Linked DNA regions of Sus scrofa: regions 2 and 3 are each linked to region 1. Evidence: chromatin contacts called from public Hi-C data. All regions are on one chromosome and are shown on one strand. The core of a region is the stretch at or near the end of the contact, and the rest is flanking DNA. Distances in the headings are between cores, read along the strand shown. Region 1 holds the start of SSBP4 (single-stranded DNA-binding protein 4). Region 2 holds the start of RAB3A (RAB3A, member RAS oncogene family). Region 3 holds the start of C2H19orf60.

Region 1 (3,413 bases), core at 544-3,043:
AATCAAGTCTGCCGCGCCCCATTAAAACGCAGAGAGGGCCCCTCCTCCGCGCCGGCCTGGGGCCTAGGAGGCCCGCGGGAGAGGAAGCTGGGGGAGGGGACGACCGGCTGGACAGGAAGTGGGAAGGGCTGGCGTCCCCCCCAACCCCGGCCGGGGCCCCTCAGGATGGAGGCGGGGCTGACGACCGCCTGGCCCTGCCCTTCCCTTCCTCCTCGTCCGTCTGGAACCCCAGCGGTTCAGGACTTCCCGCCCGCCAGAAGCCTTGGGTCGGAGGGAGGCCATTGGGGGCGGTTCTAAGAGGGAAGCATAATGGGGGTCGTAGGGCAGCGGGAAGGGCGTTCCGATCAAGGCTCGCGCGCGCGCGCGCGCGCACACACAAACACACAACATGGGAAATCTGAGCGCACAACCACACAACAGAGGTCCCAGGGAGGCAGCAATCCAACCTAGTGCACAAAATGTGACGTGGCGTCACTTGGCCCCCCAAAACCGCCGCGGACACGCAGCCACCGTCGCAGAGCCAGGGACAGTTGCCCCGCCAGCGACTGGGTACTTGCCAATCCTCCCACACACAGCGATGCACACGTGCACTCACACAGGATCCGCATGTCTACACACACACTGGTTGCACGTAGCAAAAAAAAGAATACCTATGGCAAATATTCCCAGAAGCATCCAGACCTAGAGTCACAGTTGGACCTTGGACCGCCTCTCCTCACCCAGCCCACGCACGCAGCCCACAGGTCCCCTGGCGCACAGGCCTCCACCCCTCCCAAGCACCCCTTGCCCTGCGGGTGTCCTTCCTTGCCTGAGTGTCTGCCTCCACCTTCTCTGAAAATATCCTGGGGGTAGAAGAAGGGTCCCAGGAGAGAGAATGGAATACCCTTTCCCTGCACCCAGGCAAATGGGATTCATGCCATTAACAGCTGGCAACACTGGCAGAGAGGCGGAGCAGGCGGGAGTGACCCAGTCCGTCACCCAGCACCGACTATTGACACGAGGTGTGACAGTAGGGCTGTGCAGAGTGGCTCCCAGCGTGTGGCCTGGGCACCCCAGGAGCTTCTTGTCTGTGTGGTGTCTTTGTGCTGCGAGCATCTCTGTTGTGTGACTGTGCGTTGCGTGTGACTGTGTGACACAGTTATCTGTGGCTCAGTGACAGCCCAGGCCCCTGTGTGGAGCCCTCCAGAGGCTGCAACAGGGTGCCCCAGGGTGACAGCAAGTAGCTGCTTGGGCTCATTCCACAGCTGTTGGAAGATGTGCCATAGCGGTTCCAAATGCGTGTCTATGCAGGTGTGTGCCGAGGTGCGCGTGGTCTGTTTCAGTGTTCTGTAACAGCAACTATTTAAGCTGTGTATACCTGCGTGTCTCTGGGCAGACTGTGTATGGCGGTCCCCACCTGTGCTGCGGGGTGATACATCCAGTGTGACTGCCTGTAGCTTTATAGGTCTATCAGTAGTTATTCCAGTAGTTATGCGGACTTACGTGTGGAGTCTTGTGTCGGAGAATGCTATCGCAATTAAGTGTGGGCTTGTGTTCTTAGGTGTACAATTTGGGTGGCTGGTTCTATTTGGACAATGTGTGTGTAGCCATGATCAGCTGTGTCCCGCTGTGTGCCCCAGAAGTGGTGTCCCCACTCATGCCCTGAGCGTGAGCAGCCCGCGCCCCCTCCCCCCGCGGCGGGCACTGCGCTTGCGCGCCCGGCCCACGGTCCTGGCGGCGGGACCCACCCGCGCTCCTGCCATCGCCCCTTTAAGAGCGGCGCCCGCGAGCGACGGGGAGGCGGCGGGCGGGGGCGCGCGCGGCGGGAGGAGGGGGCGCGCGCTTCCCGGAACAGCCCGCGCTGAGGGAAGAGAGGAAGAAAATAAAACCCGTGGTCAGAGCCAAAGCTGGAGCTGCCGCCGCCGCTGCCGTCTCGGCCGTTTGGAGCTCCCCCGCGCGGACGATGCCCGCGATGCCCGCGCGGGGCTCGGGGTGGTGAGGCCCGGGACGCGGGGTAGCTATGGCGACCGGGAGCGCGGCCCGCGGCGCCGCCTGACAGGTGTGGGGCCCCAGCGCGGCGGCGGCGGCACGGAGCAGGATGTACGCCAAGGGGGGCAAGGGCTCGGCCGTGCCCTCCGACAGCCAGGCACGCGAGAAGTGAGTCAGTGGGCCGGGACCTCGGGAGCCGGGGGCGGGGCTCAGTGGCCGCGCCGCTTCCGTGGGCCCCACCGCCAGCGGGCACTGCGTTGGGCACTGCGTTGGGCACGTGGGTGCGGGGTGCAGGGCGTGCGGGGCCAGAGCACGCTCGAAGGGCCGCGAGATTTGAGCGGGTGCGCGAGACCCGAGGGGGCTCAAGGAGGCGCGAGATACGTGGGAGCGCTCAAAACCCAAAGGGTCATGAGGGATTTAAGGGGTCGCGAGATTTGAGGGGACGCGCGAGACTCGAGAGGTTGAAAGAGTAGTAGGGGCGCAGGAGACCCGAGGGGTGCGAGATTTGCGGGGGCGCGCGAGACTCGAGGGTGCGAGATTTGAGGGGGCGCGCGAGATCCTAGAGTGACTAGAGGGTCGCGAGACCTCCCCGACGGTCGAGACTTGGGTGTGCAAGGTTGCATATGTGAGTGCATGGAGTCACAGTTTGTGTAGCTTCCTCCATCCTCCCAGGAAGTTTCCCAGGTAGGGGACACTGCTTACTCTGGTACTTCTGCTCCTTGGGAAAAGCTTGAGAGATGATAGAAGGGCCTGCAAGGCCACCTGTCCAAGCGGGCTTGGGGCGGCTGGATGGGGCCCTGAGGAAGCTGCAAGGCTCACAGTCCTGGGGCCTGCCACTTGTTCTGGGGCTGGGCTGGGCTGTGGGTAGCAGATGCTTTCAGGCTGTTAGAAGGATAGGTAGCTAATTTCCAGACTCTGTGATGAGAGCTTCTTGGGGTGGGGAGGCAGCAGGGCTGCTGTGCTTCCCTTGCCTTCTGACACTGTCTCTTAACCTGTTTTGTGGCTTTGGATGAGGGAGCACCCCCTGCTAGGCTCACTTTCCCTTCCTTATAAATGCAGTGCCATCTCTTAGGTTTGGGGAGCATTTGAAAGGTGCTGGAGCTGCGACTGCCTCACAGTAAGGGCACCCAATGGTTTTGCAGTATTGTTAAAGTGCCAGAGAGAAGGGAAGGCTTGCCATGGCTGATGGCCAATGGTTGATTCACAAGATCCTAGAAGGACTTGAATGTCTGGGTGGTGAGGAAGCCCCTTGGACATGGGCTCTTTCCTGTTCTGCCTTTTCTGCCTGGGCTGACATTGAGGTCACTGCCCCACCCCACTCCTACATACACACATAAGGATGAGTGTCCATTCTCTACCCAGCCTTGGGGTCATTTTGGAGAAGAGCCTTCTGGCCAAAAGATGCTAGGTAGATGAGTACTTTTCTAGGCTTGTCTTGTCGATCT
Region 2 (3,413 bases), core at 397-2,896, 220 kb before region 1:
CCCTAGAAATGGCAAAAAGACAAAAAGACCAAAAAAAAAAGCACCAGAGAGTTCTCTTGTGGCACAAATGGTTAAGGATCTAGCGTTGTCACTGCAGTGGTTTGGGCTGCCACTGTGGCATGGGTTCAACCCCTGGCCTGGGAACTTCCACATGCCCCTGGGTGTGGGCAAAAAACAAAAACCAATAGCATCGGGATTGAGATGGCAGAGGAGTAAGACAAGGTACTCATCTTCTCCAATGAACACATCAAAAAAAACAAAACAAAAACAAAAACCCATCTACATGTAGAAAGATTCGTACAAGACATCTACTGAATGCTGACAGAAGATCTTAAACCTCCAAAAAGGGCAAGAAACCCACCACATAACTGGGTAGAACAAAAGAGGAAAAAGAGAGAGAGAGACAAAAACAAAACAAAAAACCAAAATAGACCAAAATCAGGAGTTCCTGTCATGGTGCAGCGAAAACAAATCCACCTAGTATCCAAGAGGATGTGGGTTTGATCCCTGGCCAAGCTCAGTGAGTTGGGGATGTGTTGCCATGAGCTGTGGTGTAGGTTGCAGATATGGCTTGGATCTGGCATTGCTGTGGCTGTGGTGTAGGCAGGCAGCTGCAGCTCTGATTAGACCCCTAGCCTGGGACCCTCCATATGCTGAGGGTGTGGCCCTAAAAAGACAAAAAAAAAAAAACAAAAAACAAAAAACTTGAAGGATGAGGGAGGGAGCCCTGCAGAGATAAGAAGAAAGGTAATCCAGGCAGAAGGCACAGCCCAGGGAAAGGCCCAGATGTGGACTATGTCTGGTATATTTGAGGAACAGTGAGACAGTGAAGAGGCTGAGGTAGAGATGGAGGGATACAAATGAGATTGGGTATCAACAAGGATAGACCACACAGGATCTTAGCCAGGGGGAGAAGGCACAGGTTTAACCCAGATGAGGTGGGAGCCTTGGCAGAACTGTGAACAGAGAAGGGATGGTTCTGACTTTGGATTTAGCAGGCTCCCTCATGTCTCAGAGGCACTGAGGGAGGTGGCTAGAGGAGCCTGTTCCTGTCTCGGAGAATGAGGTGGGGGGGGGGGTCAAGATTTCTCTGAAACCTCATACAGAGCCACATGGAGGAAGCTGAAGATGGGGAGAGAAGCTGAGGCACCAAGCAAATGATGTGTCCAATGATGTCAGAGGTAGGAGAGGACCTACCTGGCATTTGCTACTTCCCCACCCTTGGAGAGCACCGATGACACACTGAAAGAACCGAGATACCCTCTTCTGTGCCTCTATCCTGTGGTACACAGTAAGGGCCTGAAAAAATGCTCAGTGTGTAATGAATGAATCTAGACAGGAAAGCAATAGGGAAAGCTGGGCTGCTCTTTGGGACAGAGAGGGAGTGATGGAGACAGAATTCCCCCAGCTGGACCCACCCAGATCTGCAGCTTGATCCTCTTATCATTCCGGTAGATGGTCTTGACCTTGAAGTCGATTCCTACAGTGCTGACAAAGGCAGGCGTGAAGGAGTCGTCTGCATAGCGGAAGAGGAAGGATGTCTTGCCCACACTGCTGTTTCCAATGATGAGGATCTTAAACATGTAGTCAAAGTTCTGGTCCGAGGACTCCTTCTGCCCATAGCGCGAGTCTGTGGCAGATGCCATCTGGGGGTACGGGGCATAGGCGAGCGTGAGAGGGTCGCCCTCCAACTCCAAACGCCCAAGCCCAGACTCAGGATGGAAGAACTCCAGAGCTCCCAGAGTGAGACAGAGATTACCTTTATCCCGTCAGGAGCCCCAGTACTAATGGTGGGGCCCACAGCAGAGGGCGGGCCTTGACCTTGAAAGGCCCAAGGTTTCAGGGGAGGACTTTCAGACCGAAAGGGATGGAGACATCGCTGCAGGCCGGAGCCCCTGGTCCGACAGCAACCTAAGCCCTACAGCTGTGCCTAGGGGAGTGACTGCGGCCGGCCCCGCCCCCTATCAATCATTCACGTTCCTCAGAACTGAGCGGCGCTAGCGCACGTGCACACGCGTGTACGGTACCCGCGGGGACGCGTATCTGCAGTCCTCCCAGATTCCCAGGCTGGGAGAGCTCGGGCTGAAGCAGCTACCCCACGTGATAGGAGCAGGGCGTGCTCACGCTCACGTGCACACAGCAGGGCACACACCAGGGCACATTCGTGCATATCTGAGCATCGAACACACTCGGCGCACAGGACAGAGGCAGACACCTGTCTGCACACCGACATGCATATACCAATGAGCAAATCCACCCGTGCGCACTGTGTCCTCCACCTATGCAGCCGAGTACACGTCACCCACATGGGCACGCATCTCTGTACATGTATGCACTTTGCTGTGCACGCACACGCATAGTCCACGCGTCCCCCTCCACACGCGTGCAACATGCACAAACTTGAGTAGGGAAACCCGGGGGGGTCACAAGAGCATACCCTGGGACCCAAGCAAGGGTACACACAAATCGGCCGGTACAGGCGGGCGCGCACACGCGTGTGCACACCACGCGCACGCGCACGCATGGAGCCTCCCGCGCGCACAGCTTCCCGCAAGGCACCCGTCTCGTCTCCCCTCCCCCTCCGCCGCAGAACCGGGGTGGAGAGGTGGGGGTGGGGAGGAGGATCCAGCAGGTAAGGGGAACCTACCCCTCCCCAGGCTCGCGACCGCCGCATCCTTCCCCTCATTTAACACCTGCCAACCTCGTCTCTCACCCCAGCCAGCCCATCAGTCAAATGAAGGTTATGTAGGTACTCCGAGCGGGAGTGCACAGGGACACTCGGGAGCTCACCTTGCCCTGCAGTGATGTGGTGGTGACCCTAGCGGTGGCGACGGGGCCCCCAGTGCGTTGATGTGGGGCTGCGCGGCAGCGGAGGCGGCGGCAGCGGCTCAGGCCCCTGCAGTCCTTGGTGACGTCCTGCAAAGAGCAGGGCGGGGCCTCACATGCAGATACGGCCGTGACGCCATCCTGGGGCGGAGCCACGCATTGAGATAGGGTCCACTGTCACACGCAGAGCGGGGAGGGGCGAGGCTCCCCACGCAGATTGACGCGAGAATGGGGCGGGGCCCAGCGAGCGCATCCAGTAGCTAGCGAAAGCAGTGCCGGAGGGGAGGAATCGCCTGCTGGGGCCACCTCTCTCCAGTGTTAGGGAGGCGGGGTTTCACGGCGCCTTATGATTGGCTTAAGTGTTCAAGCGATTTGCTAAATAGCCAATAAAAGATTGTCACGGCCCTCCTCTCGTCCAGCGTTGGTTCCCGAGTGGTTGAAGGGCGGAGAGGTTGAGGCTTTGGCGGAGCCTTGGTCTTCTGGGGGCGTTCCCCTTCCCCACCCCCGCGCACCCCAGGTCCGGGATCAGGGGGTCCCCGCCCAGTCCTGAGTGCCGTGACCTCTCGTTAAACACCCCAGTTTCAGAA
Region 3 (3,413 bases), core at 567-3,066, 150 kb after region 1:
CCTTTGTCTGCAGGGCAGCCTCCTGCCCAAGCCCCATGGCCCTGGGGCCTCAATAAAGTTTCCCTTTCGTTGACTGGAGCAGTAACTGGTGTCCCTGTGGCTGGTCTGTCCAATGGGGAGGTGGTTGAGTGTAGGTGTCTCCCCTAGGGACTTGCTATTACCCAATTTGTCATAGTGCATGGGGGTCCTTTATCCTGGGTTCCAGCTGTATTATCTGTAAAATGGGCCATGGTCCCTGCCCTTCCCATCTGAAGTTGTCATAACCACAGCACAGGAAAGTTTGAGCCACACATAGCCTGCCCATCTGGGTTATGTTATCTATAACCTGAGAATAGACTAAGCCTAGTGTCTGATGGGGTCTGGTCAGGCACATTGACAACTCTCATTCTTGGGCCCTAAAGGTGTTCAAGTGTGGGCAGGTAGAAAGGAACACCCTCATCTCACATAAAACACCTGTTCTCAGTTTGGACTGACCATTAGCTTCTGGGCCCCACCCAAGACCAATGATGTTTGGGAAGGGCAGGCCCCAGCAAATCGGGTGAGGGTTGTAGTTCCCTGGTAAGACAATGCCTTTTTTTTGTCTTGCAAAAATTGGAGCTTGTAGATGACAACCCAAACCTAGACAGTGTTTCCTAAAAACAGCTGAGGAGTTCCCGTCGTGGCGCAGTGGTTAGCGAATCCGACTAGGAACCATGAGGTTGCGGGTTTGGGTCCCTGCCCTTGCCATGAGCTGTGGTGTAGGTTGCAGACGCGGCTTGGATCCAGCGTTGCTGTGGCTCTGGCGTAGGCCAGTGACTACAGCTCCGATTAGACCCCTAGCCTGGGAACCTCCATATGCCGCGGGAGCAGCCCAAAGAAATAGCAAAAAGACCAAAAATAAATAAATAAATAAAATAAATAAAAACAGCTGAGACCTGGAGTGTCATCTAAAGGCTGTCACTTAATACCCCAGGTGGTTGATTTTCATCTTGTTCAATTACCCCCTTCTCTTTAGGCCAGGCTACCACCATTTTTCTCCTCTACCCCATGAGCTCTATCTCCAGCTCCCAGGCCTCTGTGGTTAATATGAACCCCTGCTGGCCTCAGCCCTGCCCCAGACTCCCACATCAGGGCCTTTGCACAGGTTCTCCTAGCTCATTTCTGAGTAGTTCCCGGGGAATCTGCTGTGGACTGGGTTCCAGTGACTCCAGTGTCAACTTGCGTTCAGATTGTACTCTTTTTTTTTTTTTTTTTTTTTTGTCTTTTCTAGGGCCATACCCGAGGCATATGGAGGTTCCCAGGCTAGGAGTCTAATCAGAGCTGTAGCCACTGGCCTACGCCGCAGGCACAGCCACGCAGGATCCAACCTGTGTCTGCGACCTACACCACAGCTTGAGGCAACGCCGGATTCCTAATCCGCTGAGCAAGGCCAGGGATCGAACCCACAATCTCATGGTTCCTAGTCAGATGCGTTAGCCACTGAGGCATGACGGGAACTCCAGATTCTACTCTTGTCACAAGCTTATGGCATTAGATGACGGATATCACCTCAGGTTCCATTCCTTATTTGAGTGGAGATGGGATGTGAGGAGATGGAAGTCGAGCGTTGACATCGTATGGAAACAAACCGAGGAATACCCTTGCTCTATAGTGAACCTGTACATTTCAAGATCAAAAATGTTAAGAAGGCAGGCGCTGGACGGAAACAAGGGAGTGGGGGGTGCTTGGAGAGTGTCAGGACAGAGAAGCTGGCTGTCTTCGCTTCCCAGTCTTCCCCAGGATCGCTCAAGTTTTTCCTGCCGCAGGCTGGGTCTAGAAGCCTCCGGGCCTCCAGGGGGCGCCTGGCGCAGCGATGCAACCTGCTCCCGGGCGGGGCCAGGGCTGCGCAGTCATGATCACCGCCGAGGCCGCGGCAGAGTCGGCTGTCTCCGCGGTTCCTGAGGCTGCGGATAACACGGGAGGCCCGGAAAGAGAGGAGCTGGTGTGGCCTTGGGTGAGCTCGAGCCCGAGCGGGAACAGGCATGGGGTGGGCGGTGCAGGCCCGAGGGCGCCGTTTTCATGCCCCAGCCCTGCCCCCCGCCCCATAGAAAGATGCCCCGATCCGGGTGCTGGTACAGCGCATCCACCAGTTGCAGGCTGAGCGCGCGCAGGCCTTCCGTCGGCTGGAGGAGTAAGTGTGGGCGTAGGGGAAAGGAGAAGTCGCAAGGTTCAGCACCCAGCCCGCTCGCGGGACGGGTGCGCCGTGGGAAGAATCTGGGAACCTGAGCGAACGCAGTGTCAGAGGTGGGGCGGGATTTACAGGGAGACCAGATCTTTCCCCCTCCCCATGCGCAGGGGTGGGCCCGTTTTGGGTTACCCTGCGGTACTCACAACGTCCTCCATACTCTGGGGTCCAGGGCAGGGACACTTCTTGGGGGGCTTTCAGGTGGTCGATTCGGGTGCAGGGACTGAGAGCTGGGACCGTAGCCTCAGGACCCCCACCTGCCACAGAGGCCACCGCCAGTACCTGAGCAGCGGCCCGCCTTACGACTTCCCGCGCTACCGGAGCACGGTACACGAGGTGACCCAGGCTTTCACCGCCGCCTCTCGGGAAGTGCTGGCGGTGGAGGCGGAGCTGACCGGACCCCGACAGCAGCCGCTGCTCGCGAGCCACGTGCGCAGGCTGCAGCAGCTGGAGGAGACGCGCCTGGCCACGGTGAGGCCCCGCCCGGCAGCAGTGTGTCCTACTCTAGGGCTTGTCTCTCGGGCCTTGGCCCATTGGGCGCCACTTGGGGGAGGGGCCAGATTCCGTCCTCTCAAGTCCCGCCCCTGGCGCCCCAGAATCCACTTCTTCTTGCCCCCACTTTAGTCGTCCATTAAGGTTTCACTGGAAATTTTCAGGTTTAGTCCCCTCTTGTCTGCCTCCACTTACATCCAGGTTTTTTTAGCCCCAGGACACGCCTACTCTATCCCAGACTCCGCCCCTACCGCGCTCCTTCTTCTCTGGCTTTTGCCAATACCCCAGATGTGGTACTCAACCCCCTGAAGATTGGGGGCCTTGAGTTTCCTGGCCGTGTCCCAGTCCCATTCCGAGTAACCTTAGACTCCCACCCTAGGTTCTGGGCCGGCTCCTCCCTCTAGGTTTCCATGGCCCCGCCTACTCTGCTGATGTATTACCATTCCCAGTCCAAATTCACCTCAAGCCACGCCTGCATCATAGTTTACATTGGGATTCCCATCCTGCACCGCGCAGGGACAACACGGGTTCCTCAACTCGCTGTGACACAAGGGAACTCCTCAGTCGAGGTTTTTGGCCTACATCCACCCTGGGATTATAAAGCCCCGGCTGGTCCCTGAGACCCCACGTACTTCACCCTGGACCACCAATCACTGGCCGAGATTTCACCACTATTTCCTTTCCCTGCCTACATGAGGCTGCGCCTGTGCTGTGCTCT

What was found. A called contact is a pair of places that touch in the nucleus more often than the background predicts.
Region 2: a Hi-C map of liver shows a contact between it and region 1, with 4 times the contacts expected there. The contact joins the promoter of RAB3A here to the promoter of SSBP4 in region 1. A contact is called at or near these places in 1 of 5 promoter capture datasets (fetal liver), 5 of 47 Hi-C or Micro-C datasets (embryonic fibroblasts, heart right ventricle, liver and 2 more) and 1 of 2 datasets of contacts at active chromatin or transcription factors (alveolar macrophages).
Region 3: a Hi-C map of heart right ventricle shows a contact between it and region 1, with 4 times the contacts expected there. The contact joins the promoter of C2H19orf60 here to the promoter of SSBP4 in region 1. A contact is called at or near these places in 1 of 47 Hi-C or Micro-C datasets (heart right ventricle) and 1 of 2 datasets of contacts at active chromatin or transcription factors (alveolar macrophages).

Annotation. Positions count from the first base shown.
Region 1 is chr2:59,382,917-59,386,329 of Sscrofa11.1, reverse strand. It overlaps SSBP4 (single-stranded DNA-binding protein 4), which reads left to right and starts at 1,793. Exons shown (of 17, transcript XM_021083516.1): 1 at 1,793-2,136. The coding sequence starts at 2,078.
Region 2 is chr2:59,602,622-59,606,034 of Sscrofa11.1, reverse strand. It overlaps RAB3A (RAB3A, member RAS oncogene family), which reads right to left and starts at 1,646. Exons shown (of 4, transcript NM_001123179.1): 1 at 1,419-1,646. The coding sequence starts at 1,646.
Region 3 is chr2:59,235,474-59,238,886 of Sscrofa11.1, reverse strand. C2H19orf60 reads left to right here and starts at 1,816. Exons shown (of 5, transcript XM_005652933.3): 1 at 1,816-1,972; 2 at 2,067-2,149; 3 at 2,424-2,674. The coding sequence starts at 2,071. LOC106508380 (a long non-coding RNA gene) reads right to left here and starts at 2,676. Exons shown (of 2, transcript XR_001305188.2): 1 at 2,350-2,676; 2 at 1,626-2,240. It overlaps UBA52 (ubiquitin A-52 residue ribosomal protein fusion product 1), which reads left to right. Exons shown (of 5, transcript NM_214211.1): 5 at 1-83.